Linked DNA regions of Sus scrofa: region 1 is linked to region 2. A link is a contact called in public HiChIP or PLAC-seq data. All regions are on one chromosome and are shown on one strand. Each heading gives the region's core, a stretch centred on a gene start, on an enhancer-like site or on the middle of the called end of the contact. The rest is flanking DNA. Distances are from core to core; before and after follow the strand shown. Region 1 overlaps FGGY (FGGY carbohydrate kinase domain-containing protein). Region 2 overlaps FGGY (FGGY carbohydrate kinase domain-containing protein).

Region 1 (6,326 bases), core at 512-3,011, 150 kb after region 2:
TTCAATCCCCACAGCAAGCCCATAGAGTACAATGAGGGAAACAACGTGCAAAAGATGTAAGAGACTTGCTCCTGGTCACACGATTAAGTCCCAGGGCTGGCGTGCCACCCCAGAGCCCAAACTCAACGGCTACTTTGAGTTCCCTCCTCCGTGCAAGGTGCTCTCATGTCACTTCCTGGGACAAATCCCCATCTTAAAGGGCCTGAAGCTTTTACATGGGGAACTCAAAGAAAGGAATACAAAATTATGAATATAAAATCAGGTACCATAATGAAGGTTTACAATGAGGAAAAAAAAAAACTAAAATAAGTGGAACCTAGGGCATTTAGATTCCCTTTTCCTGAGATGAGAAATGCCTACACAGAAGTCCTTCCTGACTGCAACCCCTCCCCACCCAGAACATTCTACGACTCCCAACAGCTACCTGCACTCATGGGGCCCATGCAATCCGAGGTCCCCAAAGCTTCAATTTCAATGCATTTCCTTCAGGGGAAGCCCATCTCCACCACTGCCCAAAAGTCTCTTAAATTTTCCCAAACCATTTCGACAAAGCCCAGATCTCAGGGCCAGAGGGAGGGGGGCTTTTCACTGCAAACCAAACAAGTGGTGGAGACAAATGCAGTGTGAGAGGAACCAGGATTTCCATCCTTCCTCCCTTGCTGGAAGATTGAGCCACACCAAATGACATCGCTTAGGAGCCATGCAGACCTAGTTTCAGATCCAGCCTCTGCTCCTTCATGGCTGTGTGATGATGAACGTGTCCCCTGTCTTGGTTTCCTCATCTGTTAAAATGATACAAGGATCAAATCGGATAACGGGCATGCTGCCCAGGAATGCCAGCTCCCTTTCCTCTGGGTACACCTTTCTGTGCTTTCTCCCCCTTTTTGCCCAACTCTTGGGATGGGTAGGTCGGTCCTTTGTCTATGCTTTCAGCGTATTCTGTAGAGATCTCCGCTGGAGCACATCATTCTCTTATTCATTCAGCAAGTACCCCCTGGAAGCAAAGATGAACGTGGACATGCAACTGTCCTCAAGAGGCCTGCATCTGGTGAATAAGCAGGGAACCCTTCTCTACCATGACAGAGATGCTCCTTGATGGGCTGGAGCCATGCCTCCTCCTCGGACACGGGGCAGGTCAGACCCAAATGAAAATAATCGAGTCGGCCTCCCACCTCCCCATCTCCCGGCCAGCACTTCACCTCACCCCTCTCTCGGCTCTGCTCTCATCAGGCCCAGCCATGCTGGTCCACACATCCTCTGCATGCCTGGATCAATGAAGTTTGGTTTTACAGGGCACTGGGCCCATTGTTGGCTCTCACCTCAAGAACAAAGAAGAATACTGGCCCTTCCAAGGCAAAACAAAGGCCGACTTCTCCTCCATGGTTCCCTTTTCCTTTATGGGCAACAGTATGCAGACCCCTGGCCCTCCACTGAACTACATTTAAAACAGCTTTTGTGAAGGGTGGACACAGCGGCCATTTTTGTGTATGTGCCTGCCCGCAGCAATGAACTGATTGTAACATGAACAACGTGCACTTCTTCCCACTTCTGACAGAATAGATGACATTGTGCTGAGGGCCAGGGAGGGGGTGGGGGCCTAACGAAAAAAAAAAAAAAAAGCCCTAAGGTTTATTACAAGGAATTCTGATAAAAAGCACTTCGAAGCCTCTTTCCCATCATCAAAAAACCACACTGGGCAAGATCAGAGCTTAACAGCCGACAAAAAAACACATTCAATCCCTGAGATCATTTTCCTGAAATAGAAAACTACATATGTTTCTCAAATTTCATATCAAGCCACTGCAGAGGCCAGACTGCAGGGCTGAACTGGGCCAAAGTCGGGGGGGGGGAGGGGGGGGATGGGATGGGAAAGGGAGTAAACAGAAGAAAACGAGCCCATTCTTCCACATCACCACGTTTCTCTAGCACAATCTAAACTTACAAACACCCCCAGTTTCACAGAACTTGTAGTTAGGGTTGCTTATCGGGCAGTCTTTACTTTGTCAAATTAAGACACATTGCCTTGGATTAGCAAGACTCCTTAAATTCAAAATGACTTCATGGTTGGCTCGGAGTTCAGTGTCTCTAGGGCCAGCCGCCAGGAACATATCCACTGCGGAGCCCCGCTCCTCTCCATATGACCTGCCTGACTTTTCCATGGAGACAGCAGAGCAAAATCCCAGGCAGACAGGCTGTCAGTGTTAATTAAAAGTCCAAACACCTCTTTAGAAACTATCTGCAGCTCAATATTTATACAGAGTATAAGACTCCTAACAGGCAGGGCCGGAGAGGGGAGCAGGAGGTTGAGGGCGGAAATAGGTTTGACTGGCATTTGGAACCCATTAATTTTTAAAAGACAGGCTGCCACTCTAGGTAGGACTGAGAGAGGTTCAAAAACGTAACGAAACCAGAAAGATGAATGAGCTGAAGATTGTTTAGAAAGCCCGGGGAGAGTGCTCAGCTTTTGAAAAGAATAATATCTGGGCAATAATGAGAGCTGACACTTTTTAGTGGTGAATGCAGTTTTTGGCACATTTTAACAATGCAGGTTGACAATGTTTCATATTTAACAAAAGGAAAAGCAATCTTCTAAATGACTTGGGAACAAAGGGCTCCCTGACTGCAATTTCTTAATAACATTTAAGAATTCTCTTCAAAGGCCCTTGACTATAATTTAGAGCAAGGAAGAAAAATGAAGAAAACAAGAAAAAAAGAAGGTGTATTTAAAAAATAATAAACTAACTAGAAGAGGTGAAAAAAGAAGACAAGGATACAGCATTCTGACACTAAATTATATCCCAAAGGGTTGAATTTAATGTCAGGCTTTTATAATACTTCTTCCAATAACCTGAGCTTTAAGAAAGAAGTCAAAGGGAGACTTTGGTCGACACCATTACTTTTGGACTCAGAGGTTCAGTCCAGGGAGGGGCTAAATGGATCACCTAATCCAGCCACCACACTCTGCAGACAAACTGAGCACCAAGGGCCCAGGGTTACCTGGCTGGACCAGATATTTCTTCCAAGTTTCAAACCATGCCACCAGGTGTATTTTATGCTATGTGTCCTAAGGCCTCACCATCAAGGCCACAGAGTTCTTACAGTATCCAAGACTGAATATTGACACCGTTAATCAGACTGAAACTCAGAGGCTACCTAGAATCACACAAGTACAGCATATCCAAAAGTTCACAAGAGTTCACCTACAGTGGCAGCCATCCAGGATAGCAAACTGATTTAAGAGGCCACCAAGACCAAAATGTCCTGTCCCTCCCAAGGAAGGCCTTCCGGGGTCAGAGAAAAGAACTCTAAACAATATATGACTTGGATATGGTCCCCTTAAAACCTAACCCCTACTTCACTTAGCAGTTTCACCCTCACAGCAAGAACCTTCCGGGATTCTGTAATAGCACCTGGAAAACGTGATCTCTATTCTTGAGCATTTTTACAGTTTCAAAACATTTTCAGCAGGAGTTCCCTGATAGTTCTGAGGTTTAAGGATCTGGTGTTGTCACTGCTTTGGCTCTGTTTACTGCTGTGACACAGGTTCAATCCCTGGCCTGGGAACATGCCATGGGTGCAGTCAAAAATGTTATTTCAGCAAAGAATATACTGTCATACTATTTGTAAATGAGGACTCCCAGCCTGAGATTGCTCCACTTTTACCATATTAAAGAGCAAACAAGACTAGATTCTAAAAGAAATTCAAGGTCTCAGAGAAAACTGGTAAGCAAAGGAAATGCTATACAGCTACTCAGTTGAAAAATTACAGTCCTACTGGCTGTATGACTTTCAAGGGTATGGAACTCACATCTAGATCTATACCAAAGAGCTGAAAAAGACAGATGAATGGATAAAGAAGATGTGGCGTGTGTGTCTATGTGTATATATGTGTGTGTGTGTGCACATATATTTTATAAAATATGTATGCCACAAATGTGGCCCTAAAAAGACAAATATTTATATATATACATATGCACATGATGGATTATTACACAGCCTAAAATATAATGAAATAATGCCATTTGTAGCAACATAAATGGGCCTAGAAATTATTATACTAAGTGAATAAGCCAGACAAAGAAAGACATTTATCACATGATACTACTTACATGTGGAATCTAAAATATTCTACAAATGGACTTATTTACAAAACAGAAAGAGACCCACAGACAGAAAACAAACTTACGGTTACCAAAGGGGAAAAGGAAGGGGAAGGGATAAATTAGGAGTTTGGGATTAGCCTATATGCACTCCAATATATAAAATAGATAACCAACAAGGACCAACTGTATAACTGTATAGCACAAGGAACTATATTCAGTATTTTCTAATAACCCGTAAGGGAAAAGAATATTATGACTGAATCACTGTGTTATATACCTAAAACTAACAAAACATTGTTAAATTGTTTATATATACATATAAACAATATATTTAATGACCTAGAACAGTGCCTGATACACAGCAAGTTCTCACTAAAAAACAGGATTTTCTTTTTTTTATAAAATTATGGAAACTAGCAAATTCAGAACCACTTAATGAAGGGTGCATATCATATCGATCCAAGGTCACACACTTTTACCTCCTTTGTCCCAAAGGACAAAGGTGGGAATTCTTTTTCTTTTTTTTTTTTTTTTTTGTCTTTTTGCCATTTCTTGGGCTGCTCCCGCGGCATATGGAGGTTCCCGGGCTAGGGGTCTAATCTGAGCTGTAGCTGCCAGCCCAAGCCAGAGCCACAGCAATGCGGGATCCGAGCCACATCTGCGTCCTACACCACAGCTCACGGCAATGCCGGATCGTTAACCCACTGAGCAAAGGCAGGGATCGAACCCACAACCTCATGGTTCCTAGTCGGATTCATTAAACACTGTGCCACGACGGGAACTCCAAGGTGGGAATTCTTAACCTTTTCCATCCATATCTGCTTTACCAATGAAAAGTGAAAGAAGACAGCTCAATCTTCCCCAGAGTTTGCCTCATTGTGGCAGATAAAGAGGGATGGTCACTGACCCCATAGTAAGCATCAGTGTTCATGCAGGGCAGCAGCAGATTCCTAGTCTGTCACTCTGGTACTTCTGATAGGTGTGGATGAGAAGCCACGAACCTGAACAGCTCGTTTTTCCCCTCCCGCCCTGACAGCCTGACATACTCCGTTCTCTCCTGCCCCCCTCTTTTAGCCTCTGAATACTGACAACCAGTGATCTCTTGGCACCTGCTCATTTCTTCATGCCCACAATAGCTCTGAGACCTCGGGTGAAACTTATATTCTGTGACTCATGGAACCCTGATCACATCCACCAAAAGGCAAGACAAAAAACAACCACCCCAAAAAATCCCAAATGGGGGAGAGAGGGTGTCAAACATATTATCTCGTTTCTAAATGGACTGCCATCCACACCCCACGTGCAAGTGAATTTAGCTTCACCGTTACATTTATAACTAAGACTAAAAAAATAAAGACTGCAGGGAAAGAGAAATGGAAGTAGCATTTCCCATGCACTATTCTGTACTACAAACTTGTGCTTCATTTTCTCCATAAAACAAACCCATGTCCTTTTCATCCTCCCTCAACCATAAAAGGAAACTGGGATCAAGAAGGATTAAAGGACTTGCCCAAGTTCATCGAGCTGATAAACAGCAGAGCAAAACTTTGAGCTATGGAGTATTTGCTTCAGCCCTTAACATGAATCTGAATAGTTTAGATAAATGTGTAGCTACCTACTGCTAGACTAGAGGGGAGCCCCGTAGATGATCTATTAATAGGTATGTGAAAAATAAAGTGAATGAGAGAATAAAGTTAGGAAGGAAGGAAATTGAAACCTCTGACTGCTACAAACTATATGCCACCTCCCCTATAACCTCCCCTATGAGCATGGTATGCTCACGGTCCTCTCTGTCACTATCACAGAAGGATCATAAATTAGTATCTGGGATACAAGTCAATGTAATTTACTGAGAAATTACAATTTTGTGATTATATTTTTTCCTGCTCAATATTAACTCTCCCTTTTTTCTTTAGCTGTAAGAGAAACCCAATTTTATTCAAGTATCAACACATCTAACTAAAAGCCTATTTTATTCAGGCTCAACTCTACCTGGGTCCGGGCAAGAATCAATGATATGCAAGCATCAGTATTATGTAGCTCTTCAAAGAAGGTTCTTTAAAGAAGGCTGACTCAGGTGAGTACATCCTTTTTATGCAGCTCTCACTTTCCTTCTCCCTGCTACATGGGATGTGGGCTGAAAAACAGAGACTCCAGCAGCCATTTTGGACCATGAGATCATTTTGAGAATGGAAGTCAGGGCTGAAGATAGTGAAGCAAACA
Region 2 (6,250 bases), core at 1,140-3,639:
CTGCTCCCGCAGCATATGAAGGTTCCCAGGCTAGGGGTCCAATCGGAGCTGCAGCCACAGGCCCACGCCAGAGCCACAGCAACACAGGATCCATCCGAGCTGTGTCTGCAACCTACACCACAGCTCACGGCAACGCCGGATCGTCAACCCACTGAGCAAGGGCAGGGACCGAACCCGCAACCTCATGGTTCCTAGTCAGATTCGTTAACCACTGCGCCATGACGGGAACTCCCTGCTCTGCTTTTGAAATAAAATTTTTAAAATTCATTCTTCCAGTTTCCTTGAACACAATTTTGTTCTTTCTAGATTATATACAGGTAACTGCGATAAACTTGAGTGTTGACCATCACTCCTACATCTTCGAAGATGCTACTGGAGAAGTTCATTAGGATCATGTGGGGATTGTATACAAGGCAGATGTTTAGGGCCCAGTCAAATCTACTGATCAGAACCTGTCATAGTGGTGGTTGTGGGGACCCAGTAACCCACATTTTAAATAACTCCTTGGTTGACTATGCATATTCAAATTTGAAAACCACTATAATAAGTAAATAAGGACAGAAATAGATATAAAAACAAACAAAAGAAAAATGCACATCATATGGTAGTTCTATATTTAGTTTTCTGAGGAACCTCCATACTGTTTTCCACAGTGGTTGTACCAATTTACATTCCTACCTAAAATTATATCCCTCTCCTGGGCATATATCTGAAAAAAAACTTTCATTCAAAAAGATACATATACCCCCATGTTCACTGTAGCATTATTCACAATAGCCAAGACATGGAAACAAATCTAAATGTACACTGACAGATGAACAGATAGGAAGATGTGGTACATATATACAATGGAATACTACTCAGCAATAAAAAATAATGGTATCTGCAACAACTGCAACTAGAGATTCTCATACTAAGTGAGGTCAGAAAGAAAAAGACAAATACCATATGATATCACTTATATGTGGAATCTAAAACATGGGCACAAATGAACCTATCTACAAAAAAAAAGACTCAGATATAGAGAACAGACTTGTGGTTGCCAAGGGGTTGGGAGAGGGAGTGGGATGGACTGGGAGTTTGGGGTTAGTAGATGCAAACTATTACATTTAGAATGGATCATGGATAAGCAATGGGGTCCTACTGTATAGCACAGGGAACTATATCCAGTATCAGGAGATAGACCATGATAGAAGATAATATGAGAAAAAAAATGACTGGGTCACTATGCTATACAACAGAAATTGACTCAACACTGTAAATCAACTATATCCTAAAAAAAACTTAATTAATAAAAAAATCCTATGTCATTCTATGTTCAAAATAAAATACTCATTTTTTAGATGATCTATATTATGATTTCAATCTACTATGGATAACTGGAAATAATGTAAATAATCTATTTTCTCATGTTGTCTCTCTTTATATTTTCCATTTGCAGTTTCTAGCAAACAGTACTTTCTAGTTCTAGTCAAAATGGGAACAGAAGAAAGTTTAGTGGGAAAATCTGACACTGTCATCGATAAAATGAAGATGGAATATTCAGAGGGATGGGCACAGAAATACTAGAAGGCTCTGGAAGAATATTCAGCAGCTCAGACTGTAGTGAGCCTGGGCAGACTTTGTACACTCTCTACTTCGATTTGAAGAAAGAGAAGAGATAATGGGATGAAGAGACAGGAGCAGAGGCAAAAATCCTCTCACTAAGACAGTGGCCAAGATCAGAGTGGGTATGAGACCCTGAAAAGCAGCATCCTCCAGCCTCAGGCCTGGTGCTGAGATACAGAAGTCGGAGATGGAGAAATGTACTTTCCCATCTAGCTATGCTTCTGCAGTTTGAGTAACAAACATTACAAAGGTGGAGTGCAAAGCCCTGGCAGCAAGTGAGCTATGTCTGAATTTCCAGGGCCTGGGAAAACAAATATCTGCTCCATTCCATTGAAGTGAACTTTTGTTCTAAGATAAAATGAGGTTTTTTTTTTTGTTTTTTTTTTTTTTTTACTGCTTTATCTGTTCCTTTGCAGTATCACCCATTGGTATGACAAATCCTAGCTGCTTGCCCAAAGGCAAATTCTTCAGGTAGAACACTTGACAGTTTTCACACGACAGTCAGTGCCAAGGAAGCTATTTGAATGATAGGTTGATTTTCAGCATCCAATTTCCTCAACTTAGAATTCAAGGCTTTTTACATTTGAGCTTCTGACCTGGAAGAGCTGACACTTGTTGATTGCTCACACAGGTCAGGAAATGGCGCCAGTACAGTACAACCACCAGAGGAGGCGCTGTTGTCATCCCCATTTACAGAAGGGAAATCTGAGACAGCAGTTAAGTAACTTGCTCCTAACAAGTGGCAAAGCTGGGAGTTCAGAATCCACACATGGTACACAGCTCTGATTTCCTGGCCCTCTCTCACTGTTTCCTCATACTTGCACAACAAGTTTGCCATACTGAAAAGACCCATGATGGAGTCAGGCTTTTCCACACTCTTTTCACTTTCCATTCCCGCCTCCTGAAATGCTTGTCCCATTTGCACCTCCTACGTGATGCTTCCCTCACTTGTCCTGGCAGAGCTGGTTGATCCATTCCGTGTGCTCTTGTGACACTTCCCTCACATCTGGGAAAGGCAGTGTGAAGGTTACAATGGGATTTTTCTGATGACAGGTCTGCCTTCTCCACCAGCTGCTAAGCTCCTCCAGAGAAAAGACTGGATCATCTTCAGCCTGGCAGCCCCCATGCCCTACATGGCATCTGAGGCCAAGTATGGGTCTAACACATATTTGCTAATTGAATTATCTGCTACCTTGCTTCTTATACCATAAAATGTTCCCTCTCTTCATTGAGGTCAGTTTCCTCAAATGTCACCACTCTGGATTAAACTTTCCAGAACTCTCTGTACTGGCACTCTCTCACTCCTGGCACTCTCTACTGCTTTACACAGACCTGTTCTTAATAACACTTAGCAGTACCTGATAAACACATAATGATGCATATACAAATACACACATGTACACATATGCCCACACATGCACAAACACACATATCCAAATGTGCATATACATATGCACACACACATATGTATACTGGTATACATACATGTACACAAACACATATGCACAAGCATTCAGCCGTACATGCACATTGCTGAGCATGCCAATAGAGGCACATCTGTGCACACATATGCACAAACACACACATATACACATGCACAGACAGATGTGCACATAAACATATATGTGGATACACAAGCACACATGTGCATGCATACTCTGTATGCATGCATACTGTGTATATAAAAATATTCATGAGTATGTTTCTATGGGAGGTTATGGACACTCCCAACAAGAAGGAAGCTTCATAGGAGCAGGAACTTGTCTCTATTCACCACTATGTCCAAACATCTACAACAATGCCTGGCACATAAAAGGAAAATATCACGTATTTTTTAAAATAAAAGAATGACTTCGCCTTGAACACTTCTATCATTCATAATACACATTCGTTTAGATCCCATCAATCATAGCTAAATATACACGGCACTGCCAGACACTAAAGAGCTTTACAGAATGTCGCTCATTTATTCTTCAAACAACTCTATGAGGTGCGTGCAAGTACTATACCCATTTCAGAGAGGAAAAAAACTGAGGCATGAAGTATCAAGCAACTTCCCAAGGTCACAGAGACAGCAGATGGAACTAGGATTGGTGTTCAAACCAGGATTTGAACTCCTATGTTGTATTACCTCAAGACTTTTCATTTTCCTTGTGTTCAGAAGCCAGATTCTGACATCAGAATCATAGTACAGAGCATGATAAAGATTAGCGTTATGGAAGGTGGGGTGGAGGAGGTGCTACTCTCAGGTATAACTAGTGACCAGTACCATTTTTCTATATTCCAGACATTTTTTATTTTTAGTCTCTCTAGATAGTTATCCTGGCCACAAGATGGTAGGAGGCAATCTTCAAGATTCCCAGTGTAGGGAAATAAATTCTTTTTTCTGTTTGCCCTTTATGATGACTCATATGAATGCTTAGTTAAGAGAAAGTTGAAAACAAGGAAATTAACCAGGCCCGTGGAGAGATGATAAGGAAGCAGCCGGCAGTTCAGATGTGAGGCCGCCGCCAAGAAGCGATAACTGGAGATGTGCATTTTCCCACCAACAGCTGCTGATGTACAAGCCCCAAAGTAAACATTAGTGCTCAGGGATATTATATGGATGTGAAGCACCATGTGTTGAGTTTCTGTGCCATGAAAAACAGTGGATCTTTGGGGTAAGCCTACTCTTGCAGCCAGTGACGCAAGTGCAATCTTGACATCGGGCCCCCAAACAAAACACGTTTCCAGCAGTCTTCTACCTTTTGAACTTGGAGCGCTGAAGTGCTCCTAACAGGTGGCTGGCAGTAGTAGAACCAGGAGCTGGGTTATCCCGGTGTTTTTGTTTTTGTTCCCAAGTTCAGCAAAAGAAGACAAAAGCTCATCTTTTCAGTCACATACGAATCCATGAGAGAATAAGGGGAAACTTCCGATTATGAATTCCCTCTGGATACCAGATAAGGTTCTGAAGCGGATGAGCTGGTCAGAGATTTGCTTGAAGTCAGGGTCTCTGGGCATAGGAATCTATACTAAGTCTAGACATTCTGCTCTGTTCAGGAGGAAAAACTTTCCCCTATTGGATGCAAAGTCTTCATGAAGTAGATGTGAAGTCGTGGGGAGAAAGAGATCAGCCTTGGATCCAATCCTGCCTTATCCCCTCTGCTTGGGCAAATCCCTCTGCCTACTGTAGTGTCCACTCGCTCAACCATTAATAGAGGTAAAAATACCAGGATGGTGGTTTGAAAAGAGCAAGTCACTCCACACCTGACTTTAATAACATCAACATTCAATTCAACATTAATCAACAAAAGTAATCAACAAAATTATTATCCACTTTAGGATTACTGATCTTTCCACCATGCAGTCAAAAATCAGCCAGCCTGGTCTAATAAGCCTCGTCTTATTCCCCGTGACTGGGAGAACCCCAGACACCGGTGCTGTCCTTAAGTATTTTTTTTTTAAATAAATTCACTTCTTCACACTGGGCCTCAACTCTCTCATCCATAAAATGGATCTAAAAACACACCTACCCAGAAGAATGTTAACTAGAAGCTCTATCTTCCGTTTTGGATATAGATATATGTTTGTGTAGTTACAGGCTAATGTATGAAAAGGCACAGACATATATAGACATACATTAATATATTAGCAGGACAAGTAGGAGAAAGCGCATAGACTCTGGAGTCAGAAAGACATAGACCTAGACTCCAACTTCATTATTTATTGAAATGTCATACTCAAATCTGCCCTTCCCCCATCCCTGCTCTGCCCCTCATCAAGGCTCCCGCAGCTGTTCTGCTATCAGGCAGCAGTGTTTCTCATTAAACCAAACCTCAACCTAAAACAGTAACCTTCACATCACACTAACAAACTCCCTCCCCTTCTAAGTCACATCCAGGAACTCCCGGAGTCGTCCTTGCCTCTATCGGCTTGGGCACTGACACCACTTTTCTCCTTCCAGATTCCTCGGCAAGACTGTATCTGTCTTCTAATCCCCCTCCTTCTCTTACAGACCGTCTGCATCTTTGGACACCTCCTCTTTCATGTTGGGTACGCTCCCTGCCCCCAGCTCTTAGTCCGAGTCTGCGCCTGGCTCCTTCTCAGCACAGCTCACCCAGTTGGTCTACTTGAGCACTGCATATTACTTCCACTTCTGACCTTTGTGCCCAGTGCCAACACATCCTGCAGGACATCTCCACTGGGCACCAAGTGGCACCTTCCATCCTATAACCAGCTTCCTAGCCCCAGACATTCAGACTCAGGATCCTTGGGAGGTAGGGCCTAGGAATTATATATTTTTAAATGCTCCCCTATTTGGATTTAGCAATCCTTATTTTGGATCTTTCAAAACACGCTCTTAACTCTCAGATCCACAGAGGACTGACCCTCTGGGTTCTAAGCTGAATGATGGGGCTAGTGAACACAATTCGGTGGGAAACCTGTGATAGGTGAAAGTGTGGCAGAAACAGAGGAGGGAGTGATTCCTGGTTTCTAAGAACAGTGGTGAAGTCTGGAGAAGAGTCCACCGCAGAAGTAAAACTTAACCTGACTGCTGACTTGAGTAGGAGTGTGTGGGTGGGGAGCGGGGAGGGGGAGCAGCACTTTGCAGGAGCAAAGGCAGAGAGGCTAGTGTACTGAAGAGCTGAAAGGAGGACAAATG

What was found. HiChIP or PLAC-seq counts read pairs in DNA pulled down with a chosen protein or histone mark.
Region 1: an H3K27ac HiChIP or PLAC-seq map of skeletal muscle shows a contact between it and region 2. The contact joins two enhancer-like sites. A contact is called at or near these places in 4 of 47 Hi-C or Micro-C datasets (liver and skeletal muscle) and 2 of 2 datasets of contacts at active chromatin or transcription factors (alveolar macrophages and skeletal muscle).

The regions. Positions count from the first base shown.
Region 1 is chr6:153,124,095-153,130,420 of Sscrofa11.1, forward strand. All of the region lies in intron 5 of FGGY (FGGY carbohydrate kinase domain-containing protein), which reads right to left. Among named protein-coding and RNA genes, the nearest start is that of FGGY, 86 kb to the right of the region's middle. Within about 2 kb of position 1,762, at least 40 of the 83 cell types and tissues checked have an H3K27ac peak or open chromatin away from gene starts, as enhancers often do. A contact at or near this core is called in liver and skeletal muscle, where this site is marked.
Region 2 is chr6:152,974,627-152,980,876 of Sscrofa11.1, forward strand. All of the region lies in intron 7 of FGGY (FGGY carbohydrate kinase domain-containing protein), which reads right to left. Among named protein-coding and RNA genes, the nearest start is that of FGGY, 240 kb to the right of the region's middle. Within about 2 kb of position 2,390, at least 11 of the 83 cell types and tissues checked have an H3K27ac peak or open chromatin away from gene starts, as enhancers often do. A contact at or near this core is called in liver and skeletal muscle, where this site is marked.